Regions from separate parts of the Zea mays genome. Here region 2 is linked to region 1. Evidence: chromatin contacts called from public Hi-C data. All regions are on one chromosome and are shown on one strand. The core of a region is the stretch at or near the end of the contact, and the rest is flanking DNA. Distances in the headings are between cores, read along the strand shown. Region 1 holds the start of LOC100277020. Region 2 overlaps LOC100383357.

Region 1 (6,267 bases), core at 3,389-5,888:
GCTGCTTGTCCTTTCGGAAGATAGCCTCGACCGCCTCCTGGCCAGAGGCGAACTTGGTGGCGATGTCCATCAGCTCGCTCGCCCTGGTGGGGGTCTTGCGACCCAACTTACTCACCAGGTCGTGGCAGGTGGTGCCGGCGAGGAACGCGCCGATGACATCCGAGTTGGTGATGTTGGGCAGCTCGGTGCGCTGCTTCGAGAATCGCCGGATGTAGTCCCGGAGCGACTCTCCCGGCTGCTGCCGGCAGCTTCGAAGGTCCCAGGAATTCCCGGGGCGCACGTATGTGCCCTGGAAATTGCCGGCGAAGGCTTGGACCAAGTCGTCCCAGCTGGAGATCTGCCCCGGAGGCAGGTGCTCCAACCAGGCGCGAGCAGTGTCGGAGAGGAACAGGGGGAGGTTTCGGATGATGAGGTTGTCGTCGTCCGTTCCACCCAGTTGGCAGGCCAGGCGGTAGTCCGCAAGCCACAGTTCCGGTCTCGTTTCCCCCGAGTACTTCGTGATAGTAGTCGGGGGTCGGAACCGGGTCGGGAACGGCGCCCGTCGGATGGCCCGACTGAAGGCCTGCGGACCGGGTGGTTCGGGCGAGGGACTCTGATCCTCCCCGCTGTCGTAGCGCCCCCCACGTCTGGGGTGGTAGCCTCGGCGCACCCTTTCGTCGAGGTGGGCCCGACGGTCGCGTCGATGGTGCTCGTTGCCGAGGTGGCCCGGGGCCGCAGGCGCGGTGTTGCGCGTGCGCCCGGTGTAGACCGAGGCTTCCCGCATGAATCGGGAAGTCGCGGCATGAGGTTCCGAGGGGTATCCCTGCCTTCGGGAGGCAGTGCTCTCGGCCCGTCGGGCCGCAGCGCCTTCCAGGAGATTCTTGAGCTCTCCTTGGATTCGCCGACCCTCGGTAGTTGATGGCTCCGGCATCGCGCGGAGGAGCATCGCTGCGGCTGCCAGGTTCTGACCGACCCCGCTGGATGCGGGTGGCGGCCTGACCCTGACATCGTTGGCGACGAGGTGCTGGAGACCTTGGGACAGGTGACGTATTTCTCCGGCCGGGGGTTGGCTCGCCCATACCCGTCCGACGTCCTGACGGAACGGCTCAAGCGCTCCTGTTCCCTCGTCGAGCCTGGCCTGCGCCCCGCGGACTTGCTCGAGTTGTGGGTCGTAACCCCCCGCCGGAACGGGGACCACAGCTAGCTCCCGCGGGATGTCGGCGCGAGGCGCCGGCCTAGGAAGATCACCGTCCTCTGGCATGCCGAGATGGTTGCCTTCGGAGGGATCCCCTAGCTCGATGTGGAAACATTCGCGGCTTGGGCCGCAGCCCTCGTTGTCAAGGCTGTGGCTTCCGTCGGAACAGTCGGAGAGGCAGTAGTTACATGCGGTCATGAAGTCCCGCATGGCACTGGGGTTGCCAAGTCCAGAGAAATCCCAACAGATGCTGGGATCGTCATCTTCCTCGGACCCAGAGGGCCCGTAGGTTGAGACGTCCGTCAACCGGTCCCAAGGCGACCGCATACGAAACCCCAGTGGGGTTGCACTCACCTCAATGAGAGCGCCCGCCAAAGCAAGGTTGCTAGGCGGGTTGAGGCCGAGTCGAAATGACGTAAGATGGGGATTAGTCAGTACCTTTTGGTCGACGCGGAGCGACGTAGTCACATCGGTGACTGGTTGCGCCGTCATCTCAGGTACAAGGGCGACGTCCTGCAAGCTCTCCGCGAGCGCGCTGGCGTCGTCTTCTTGCTCGGGATCAGCGTGTCGCGGGGGGACGGCGCTTGCCTTCGTCTCGAACGCGAGGTCGACGCCCGGCGTGCCTTCCGTCGGGGCGTCGGGGGCGTCGATTCGCTCGACGACCGACGAAGCGCGGCCTCCCGCTTGGCCTTGGTTGCCCCGCCTCCTCCTCCATTGGCGGGGGAGAGGACGGAGCGAGCTCGAATGTTGTTCTTCCACCACGCGGGGAAGATGTCGTCGATTCCGCCGCCGGCGGGCGGGTTGTCGGCCGCCATTGTCGTTGTCGCACGGCGGTGGAAGGAGTATCATGTCGTAGCTGCCGTCGAAGGACATGAACTCAAGATTCCCGAAACGGAGCACCGTCCCGGGCCGGAGAGGTTGCTGGAGACTGCCCATCTGGAGCTTGACGGGAAGCTGTTCGTCAGCACGCAGCAGGCCCCTACCTGGCGCGCCAACTGTCGGCGTTTCGAGACCGGGGGGTCCCTAAGCCGACGAGTGAGTGTGCTGCGGGCCCCAGCCCAGATGGGTCGAGCGCGTGGGCGAGCGCGAAGGGGGGAGAGGCGAGGTGGCCGGAGACGGGCGTGAGAGAGGTGGAAGTCCCGCGGCCTTCGTGTTCGTCCCGCGCCCAGGTCGGGTGCGCTTGAAGTAGGGGGGTTACAAGCGTCCACGCGGGTGAGGGAAGCGAGCGGCTCCAAGAGAGCGCCTGTCCCGTCCTCGGTCCCGCGCGGCCAACCTTCTCTAAGAAGGCCCTGGTCCTTCCTTTTATAGTCGTAAGGAGAGGGTCCAGGTGTACAATGAGGGGTGTAGCAGAGTGCTACGTGTCTAGCGGAGGGAGAGCTAGCGCCCTAAGTACATGCCAATGTGGCAGCCGGAGAGATCTTGGCACCCTGCTGGCGTGATGTCGTGGCTGTCGGAGGAGCAACGGAGCTTGGCGGAAGGACAGCTGTCGGAGCGGTCGAGTCCTTGCTGACGTCCACCTGCTTCCGTAAGAGAGCTGAGAGCCGCCGCCGTCATGGAGATTGGGAGGCGCCATTATTGCCTATCTGGCGGAGCTGGTCAGATGGGACACCGGTCTTGTTCTCTGCGGCCCGAGTCGGTTCGGGGTGGAGTGGTGATGGCGCTCCCTGTTGACGTGGCGGGCCCGCGCCCGAGGCCGGGCGACGTGGGGGCTCCTCCGAAGCTGGGGTCGTATCTGTCTTCCGTTGCCGAGGCCGAGTCCGAGCCCCTGGGTCGGGCGAGGCGGAAGTCGTTCGGCAGAGGCCAGGGCGGAGTCCGAGCCCTGGGGTCGGGCGAGGCGGAGTTCGTCGTCTTCCGGGGCCGAGCCCGAGTCCGAGCCCTGGGGTCGGGCGGAGCGGAGTTCGCCGTCTTCCGGGTCTTAGCCCGAGTCCGAGCCCTGGGGTCGGGCGGAGCGGAGTTCGCCGTCTTCCGGGTCTTAGCCCGAGTCCGAGCCCTGGGGTCGGGCGGAGCGAAGTTCCCTATGGCGCCCCTGGCGAGGCCTGACTGCCTGTCAGACTCACTCTGTCGAGTGGCACCGCAGTCGGAGTGGCGCAGGCGGCGCTGTCCTTCTGTCAGACCGATCAGTGGAGCAGCGGAGTGACGGCGGTCACTTCGGCTCTGCCGGGGGGCATGCGTCAGGATAGAGGTGTCAGGCCACCTTCGCGTTAAATGCCCCTGCAACTCGGTCGGTCGGTGCGACGATTTAGTCAGGGTTGCTTCTTAGCGAAGCCAAGGCCTCGGGCGAGCCGGAGATGTGTCCGCCGTTAAAAGGGGGGCCTCGGGCGAGACGGAAGTCCCTCGAGGTCGGCTGCCCGAGGCCGAGGCTAGGCTCGGGTGAAGCGTGATCGAGTCACTCGTATGGACTGATCCCTGACTTAATCGTACCCATCAGGCCTCTGCAGCTTTATGCTGATGGGGTTACCAGCTGAGAATTAGGCGCCTTGAGGGTACCCCTAATTATGGTCCCCGACAAATATGCTAAGCTTTATTAGAGTAGTCCAAACATCCCAAGGAGCTAAACTTTAACACTTCAATTCATATGACTAAAACTTAGCAGGAAGCTAAAATTTATCCCGTAAAATTGAAACGGGCCTAAAAATGATGTGTTAAAGTTTAGCACCCATTAACACTTTAGTTCCAAAAAATACTAACTATGCTAAAAGTGGTCCCCACCATATTTTGCATTGAATATCCCTCTCTCCCCTACAATCGATGGCGTGCTCTAGTAAAGCCCAAGTGCTAAAATTTAACACCTTATCAAGCTATTGGAACAAATAGGCTAAACGCTAAATTTTGTTGTTAAACTTTATCACTATTGGACCAAATAGGCTCTAAGTGTTAATTTTAGATATGTGGACCAGTGCCTTAATACTTATATCTCCTAAAATTCTAGCGCAAGAACACCTAAATTCAAATTGCCTAATAAAAGTAGAATGAAAGTGGTAATCCGAACTGTTAGAACAAATTTAATATTTTAAAATAGATATGTATTAAATTTGACGTTGATCTTTTTTTATGTTATCAAGCACATTAGTATAAATATGAATAAAATATTATATAAGTTGTTTTATGTATTATTTGCTCCTTACAACACAAAAGTTGAAAAAATTATCGAATTTGTTTCCGAATCCATATCAAAGTTTATATATATTATTTGAAAAAACATAGTATGAATTTGAGGTTTACCTTTTATGAATCTTAACAAGCTGAATATTAAAAACAAGAATACAAATTTATATTGTATATTCTATATCCTATTTATTTACAATAAAAAATTTAATTACCAAATAAATACTGTTTCCGACCGTTTTTATTCCTAAATTATAAAACACTCTAAAAGATCCTACCCAAAAACCATTTTAAGCCAAGACGCACTCGCTGATCCTACCCAAAAACCATTTTAAGCCAAGACGCACTCGCTTCGGTTATATAATAGGGTAGACGCCCAACTCGAACCTGAGTACCTGAGAAATGGCGGCCGTCTCCTCCACCTCAACCGCCGCCTCCTACTTCTCCCCGCAGCCGCAGCTGCCGATCTCCACCGCCGACCCTGCCGCCAGCAAAAGTAGGTTGATGCGGCAGCCACGGCGGAGCAGCAGCTTCGTGATGGTGGAGGCGTCCTCTGCCAGCGGCAGCGACGGCGGGGTGGCCAGGACGAAGAGCCTCACGGAGGACGACCTGGAGGAGCTCAAGGGCTGCCTCGACCTCGGCTTCGGATTCGCGTACAGCGAGATACCCGAGCTCTGCGGGACGCTGCCCGCGCTCGAACTCTGCTACTCCATGACCCGGAGGTTCCTCGACGAGCAGAAGGCGCCGGGGCAGGATGAGGAGTTGGAGCCTGCGTCGCCGCCGCTCCCCAATTGGAGGATCTCTGGCCCGGGTAAAAATCACTTTTCCCTTCTCAGTTTTCGAAATTGGTAACATTTCTTTTTTCATTCACTTGGGAATTGGGTCATTGGGATGATGTGAAATAATAGCTTTAACGTTGAAGGCCTGGTGGTTTTCTGTTTTGGGGGAGTCACAAACTTTTGGTGCCAAATTGAGAAGTTTCTGACAATGTATACTTCATATGCGTGTAAATACACTGCACCAATAAATCAAAGCATGTTTTATTTCTGAGTAACTTGTTTCAAATGTTATGCATCTCTGCTGATGGTGGAGGAACGGGTTGAGTCCATCAGAAAAAAACTGAAGGTCATGAAGAGCAGTCGCGTATCTTTTTTTTTAAATAGCGAAGATCTATCATGTTTTTCCTGTTAGATTGCTGAACTGGTGTATGGTTGGATAACTGATGAAGTAGGTGCTCTTTGAGCTGCTAGTATAACAATTTGCTCGATTCATTAGTGCATCATTTTTTTCTCGTTTTGAGTAAGTTGATGAGTGCCTGTTGACTAATAATTTTCAGTGCGATCTTTTTTATTAAGAAAACTTTGTGACAAAATTTAGTTATGAAAGAATTCAAGATGTTTACATTACTGTCTCTCTTAGAAACACGAAGTCAAAAACTCGTTAGTCAGTCATAAGGGCTCGGTCTGTCAAGTTCAGACATCAAATCCGTCTTATACTAATCCATACTGATTCATTCCTTTTGTTTTTGATGGGCTTTGCTGCCTTTTAAGTTTTAGGAGTACTTTATAGGAGGTTTGACATAGAGAATAAAAATTTCTTCTGCTACTCTATTTCATAGAAGGACATCGATGATAGACACTGCAGGATTCTACCTACCTTTTGGGGTATTGTCAATTCTATGGTTTTGGTGCTATCTGAAATTCTGAATTCGATAGCAAACGAAAACAAAGAGAACTTTCATCATTTTGATTCACAGTGGAGGAACAAAGGTGATACTCGCATTATTGGTTATGTCCCCGTATAGAAGCGACCAGACATAGCATGCATTTCTCAGTGATGTCACTTTTCTCAGTGAGTGCTTACAGTCTTCTCCAAGGCAATCTTCACGACAAAGCAAAGCAAGACTAGGCTCCACTGAATTATGCTCATCTCCTTTCCACCACACGTTTTCTCAAAATGGGGCGTAAATTTGAAGAAAGATTATTCTC
Region 2 (5,353 bases), core at 678-3,177, 330 kb before region 1:
CTACAACGTCCCTCGCTGACACGCCGAGGAAGCTCCAACCAACCACAGTCCACAGCCAGCGAGAGAGATGTCCAGCAGGGTACGACGAGCAGCCAGTCCGACTCTTCAGCGGCGGCGGCGGAACTGTCACGTAGGAGCAGGAGCAGGAGAAGCCACTCATGAAACCATTCGTTATTCAGCACCGTACTCATCATATCAATGAGGCGGCAAATAATGATGTACGACGGCGAATTAATGGAGTACGTAGTACGTACGTACACATGCCCGCTGCGCACGCTGTGACAGCAGAATCTACTAGTGATCATACATCTCCGTGCCAGCCTTTGCATGCAGACGGCACGGCAGACCCGGCCTTTGCATTGGCTCTGCGCCTCTGCTGTCTGCAGGTCAGTTCCGGCCGGGCCCCCCCTCCGTCCCCTACCCAACCTCCACAAAGGACTCTGCTTTTCGCCGTAGTGGATGGCCGTGCCCCGTGACGTCGACGGCCGAACCGACACCCACCAGGCCATCTCCTCCAGCTCCTCCTCTCTCTCCTCCAGCCCGCAGTTTCCCCGACTACATCAGCGTGCACTGCCTAACTGCTGTTTCTGAGTCGTTTTCACTTTTCAGGGCATCCGCAGCACCCACGACGGAGCGACGAGCAGCATGGCAGAAAGGGCAAATGGCAGCATGTCAGCTTGGAATCGCGCTGGGGGGGACTGGGAATGTTGCGATGGCGCGCGCGCGCGACCATGGATGGATAGATCAGCTCGCTTTTTTTTTCTTTTTTCATGATGCCTAGCGATTTGCCAGCGTTCGCAAAGCGGCAGAGGCACTTTTGGTTTCGGCTACATTCCGTGCGTTGCGTGGACCGTCAGAGTGGTCACCGCCACCAGACAGGCTAGTTTCGCTTCGCCTAGCTAGTTTAGGCCTTGTTCGTTTGTGCCGGATTGGTGGATCGGAACGATTCCTAACCGGTTTAGTTCTCTAATTTATATAAACTTTGATTAGCTGGAACGATTCTGGGTGTAATCCGACTCGAACAAGTCCTTAAGCTTTGCGTTGGCTGCTTCGGAGCTGGTGCCCGGCCCTCACCTTCATTGACCCACTCACGACGACTCACCCTTTATGTGCCATCGACTTACTTTCTTTTTCTTCTTCTTTTTTGATGTAAATCACTGTAAGGGGTTTCCTACACAGTATATTTTCCATTAACAGATCGTGAACTGTGCAAGGGGTAGACTACCAGGGCGAGCGAGATTTACAGTTGTCTGAGCCAGAGCCTACAGCCTAGTGCGTGTGGCTGTGTCTTTTTTTTTTCATTCAGTGACAGTCCAACTGCATCTCTCGTATGAATATTCGATACCGTTGCGTTTCTTTGCCATCGACTGATCGACCCGCTCCGGCGATTGGGCTTACTGCTTTCTAATCATCCTGAGAAGCCATGACCACGCGACGCACCGCACCGTGTGATTGGAGAACTGGATGCCCAAGTACTGTGGCAGTAGTACTAAGAGACGAGACGACTAGTAGCAGCAGCTACCCACATGGCATGTGGGCATATTATTATGCGCCAGCCCTCGGCTTTTCTGCAGCCACGTAGTACGTCCTTCAAGTGCATTCTTGCGCGAATAACAAGAGATTAATTTTTTTAAAAAAGATCGGTGGGGCCGTCGAGATTCGTTGCGATTACAAAGACGCGACGACATCCTGTCGTCTTCCTGCAGGACGCGATCGGTTGCTTATGCTTACGCACGTTCAGAGATCAGGAGTCAAGTGACTGTTGCACACGAAGCATGTGTACTGTGACTACCTGTAACTGACGGGCAGAAGAACCTGGCATTACGGATACAGCGAAAACCACCGTCAGATCCAGTAGCATCGTTCTCCTGCCTGCATACGAGGCACAGTCGTTCGTCAGATCCAGGAGTGGCAGGAACAGCCGCACGGGCAACCCTGCCACCGCCCGAGCTGTTTGTTCTTGGGGGGTGACATACGACGACCGTGCGATGCGACACAGGAACGCTGTCGATGACGGCAGCTTGTTCCTGTCCTCCTCATCAGATGAGCACCGCAGCATGCTTTTCCCAGTCCGACTGACTAACCCAGATCCAGCATGGAGAAATGGTTCACAAGAAAGGTCAGTCCAATAATAGCTGAGTTAAAGCTGTCAATAGATCCTGACATAATCAACAGGTACACCATCATATCGTCTTGTTACCAATACGCAAATTCCTACGGGCTTTAGCCAAGCAAATACAAATTATACAATAGCTTTAGTGGATCGGAGGGGAGGGAGGGAGGGAGCCAGCGCTATCAGATTACATGGCAGGCTTCACATGTGTCACTAAATCATATATACAGCCGACGGTACAACATAGCAGCCATCCTACTCGAGCCCTAGCGCGCGGGAGATGCTACACAGAGGAGGATAACTTAACAACAACAACAACAAACAAACAAACAAACAAACAAAAATGGATTTGGAGGGGGTAAAGGAGGGGGTGCGGTAGGTCGGTGTGATGGATACAATTGGTAACACGTATGTATGGCGCCAGGGGTAAAAGCTGGCTTGGACGGTCTAGAATTCCGACATCAGCAGCTTTGAGCCTGGCTTTATTCTCACCAAGTCGAAGGGGTTCGGTTGGTCCACGCTGATGTAGTCCTTCGTCGTCAGCACCTGTGGATGGAACAGAGAGCGGATTAGTGCTCACGAGGAGGGGGAGGCTCCGCACCGAACCGCGAAACTGGGGGGAGTAAACTGGCGTACCAAGGTCTCGAAGAACATTCTCGACGCTTCCTTCCGCGTCTTCCCGCGCACCAGATGGTCGATAGCAACGCTCTTCCTCTCCAGACCAGACTCGTCGTCGAATAAAGCCTTGAGGTATCTTGCAACGCCCCTGAACAGTCGTGCGGAGAGACCGTCAAAGCGCTGAGCAAGGCCCTGAGCATTCTGAGCTCCAAATGAAATGTCGCTTTGGCACTGTACCTGGTGCGAGAAGACCAACCACTGTTGTCGAGAGACTGAAACTCGTTGGGATTTGGCTCATCGTCGTTGGCGTCGTCGAAGTCCCCGCCGTCATCATCGTCGTAGTTCAGAAAATCTGGAACAACACAAGGTCAGACAGTGACGAAGGCTTGTACTAGGGCTGTAGCTCACAGCACAGGACCAACAAAGTCTAGTGCGCGTGCTGGTTGGGGAAATATTGATGTATTCTAATAAACCCAGGATGTAATTACTGTCCGCAGGATTGATTGTGTATAAGTGGAAAGAAAGGTCCTAGGGGCACTTGGAATCTCCTACTATCCGTACATGCAAGGCATACACATTAGAGCACGTCAGAATGGAGGAGCTACCTGTATCAACACCATTAATTGCACTCCCAAAATCCTGTAAACCAAACAGGACACTGATTATTATATGGCCTTGATGTAAGTGAACAAAACAGCGCGACTAATTCTACAGCGAGTATTGGAACGAGAAGTCCAGGAAAAGCATACTGCAGCAAGCAATTAAAAGATTCTTAGAGCGTTTGCAATTTTTGAATATGCGTAAATGGACTCACATTGCTTTCCTTCAGTTCATAGTCATTCACCATATCCAGATCCGTAAGAGAACCCATGTTGTTTTCATGGAAGCCAGAATTATCTCCCATAGCAGACACATCATTTTCATTTTCAGCTGGTCGAGGAAAACCAGAGCCATCTTGATTATATTCCACCGCATTTTCATCCTTCATTGATCGAGGAAAACCAGAGGCATCTTGATTACATCCCACCGCATTTACATCTTCCGTTGGTCGAGCAAAACCAGAGGCATCTTGATTATATCCCACCGCATTTACATCTTCTGTTGGTCGAGGAAAACCAGAGGCATCTTGATTATAATCTACCATATTTTCATCCTCCGTTGGTCGAGGAAAACCAGAGGCATCTTGAACATCTTCTGTTGGTCGAGAAAAACCAGAGGCATCTTGATTATAATCTACCGCATTTTCATCCTCCGTTGGTCGAGGAAAACCAGAGACATCTTGATTATACCCCACCGCATTTTCATCCTCCGTTGATTGAGGGAAACCAGAGGCACCTTGATTATATTCCACCCCAGTAATCTCAGAAGCAGGGACCTCATTACTCTCGAAAATATTAGCATTACTATGAACAAAATGAGTAAGCTCCCTTGTCATGCCGTCCGTTGCGTGAGCGCAAGCTTGGCCAGAGTTATCTAGAGTCACATCTTGACTAGAAATGTTTGCATCAGTACTATGCAAATCAGATGGGACATCTTGAAAATGGTCACTATACAGTGTATTTACTTGAGCACGCTCTCTGTCAGCAAGTGCCACTTCTTTCTCATTACCAATAAAAGGTCCAGTCACCCCTTGAAACAGAGTGCCAATAACAAAATCATTAGATGCACCGTTAACCTGGTTGTTAGGAGGAACTTGCAAACTAAAAGCAGCTGTAGCGCCATATGCATCATTGGCACGTGGCAGCATGGCATCTGATTGAATCCCATCTGGTATGTGAAGTGGGCCATCAATAGTAGCAGCACCAAACCCAGCAATATTGCTATCTTCTGTAATTGCTTCAGGCATGTCTAATTGACCTTGCAGTTCCATGTTCTGTACAGCAGGATGTACAATAGCCTCATATGTCCGATTGTGTAATTTGTTTAGCTCCTCAGATAGGCCTAGTAGAGAGATAAAAATCAACCAATCATCTCTCAAGCTGCTTACGACTTCCATTTTTTCTAACTTACCATATGTCATGGTGTACAGAAAAAGTAAACAGAAAAACAAAGACATCACAAAAAACTTACAGGAAAAGATGGGCTCGTGGAATATATCATCTTCCAGTGAACCTTTCTCAATCATCCATATTTCGGAACGAGTGCATGGAGCTTTTTTACGAATGCGCCGTATATCCTCAGTGTTGATCAACTGTTGCCGTATAGTACTGGAGAAGGAAAGAGATGGTCACCAAGTGTCATACAAAACTTGTTTTGGAAAGCATTAATTAATTGTGTGCAGAGACTCATTCAGCAGGCACACACACAAAATGAATCCAAACAGTGAAATGTCAGACCAGGAAATATCCCAGATAAAAGTTTCAAGCAAAGCTGCAACATACTCTCCCTAGCATGAGCAAGACAGCTTCTGCAAACAAGATTGTTGTGGTGGCACAAAAAACATACAGAATAAACATGGAATTATGTCAAAACCTTAACGAGCACTAGAGACATCACAACATCTCTGCATAAGGACCTGGTTCAGGTTGGCATTACAACCACATGAGAAGAACCAAGTAAAGGGACTATGAAGATAGGGATTTCATATCCAACCAAGATTAAAAAAGGCAGTAAGAATTCCGC

What was found. Hi-C and Micro-C count contacts between places; a contact is called where the count stands out from the background.
Region 2: a contact with region 1 is called in a Hi-C map of ear, with 1.9 times the contacts expected there. The contact joins the enhancer-like site here to the promoter of LOC100277020 in region 1.

Annotation. Positions count from the first base shown.
Region 1 is chr3:171,738,439-171,744,705 of Zm-B73-REFERENCE-NAM-5.0, reverse strand. LOC100277020 reads left to right here and starts at 4,638. Exons shown (of 2, transcript NM_001150693.1): 1 at 4,638-5,090. The coding sequence starts at 4,682.
Region 2 is chr3:172,064,330-172,069,682 of Zm-B73-REFERENCE-NAM-5.0, reverse strand. It overlaps LOC100383357, which reads right to left. Exons shown (of 15, transcript NM_001176013.1): 10 at 4,802-4,938; 11 at 3,546-4,672; 12 at 3,337-3,370; 13 at 2,969-3,083; 14 at 2,750-2,879; 15 at 2,143-2,659. The coding sequence ends at 2,561. Among protein-coding and RNA genes, the nearest start is that of LOC100383357, 8.7 kb to the right of the region's middle. Within about 2 kb of position 1,927, at least 14 of the 20 cell types and tissues checked have an H3K27ac peak or open chromatin away from gene starts, as enhancers often do. A contact at or near this core is called in ear, where this site is marked.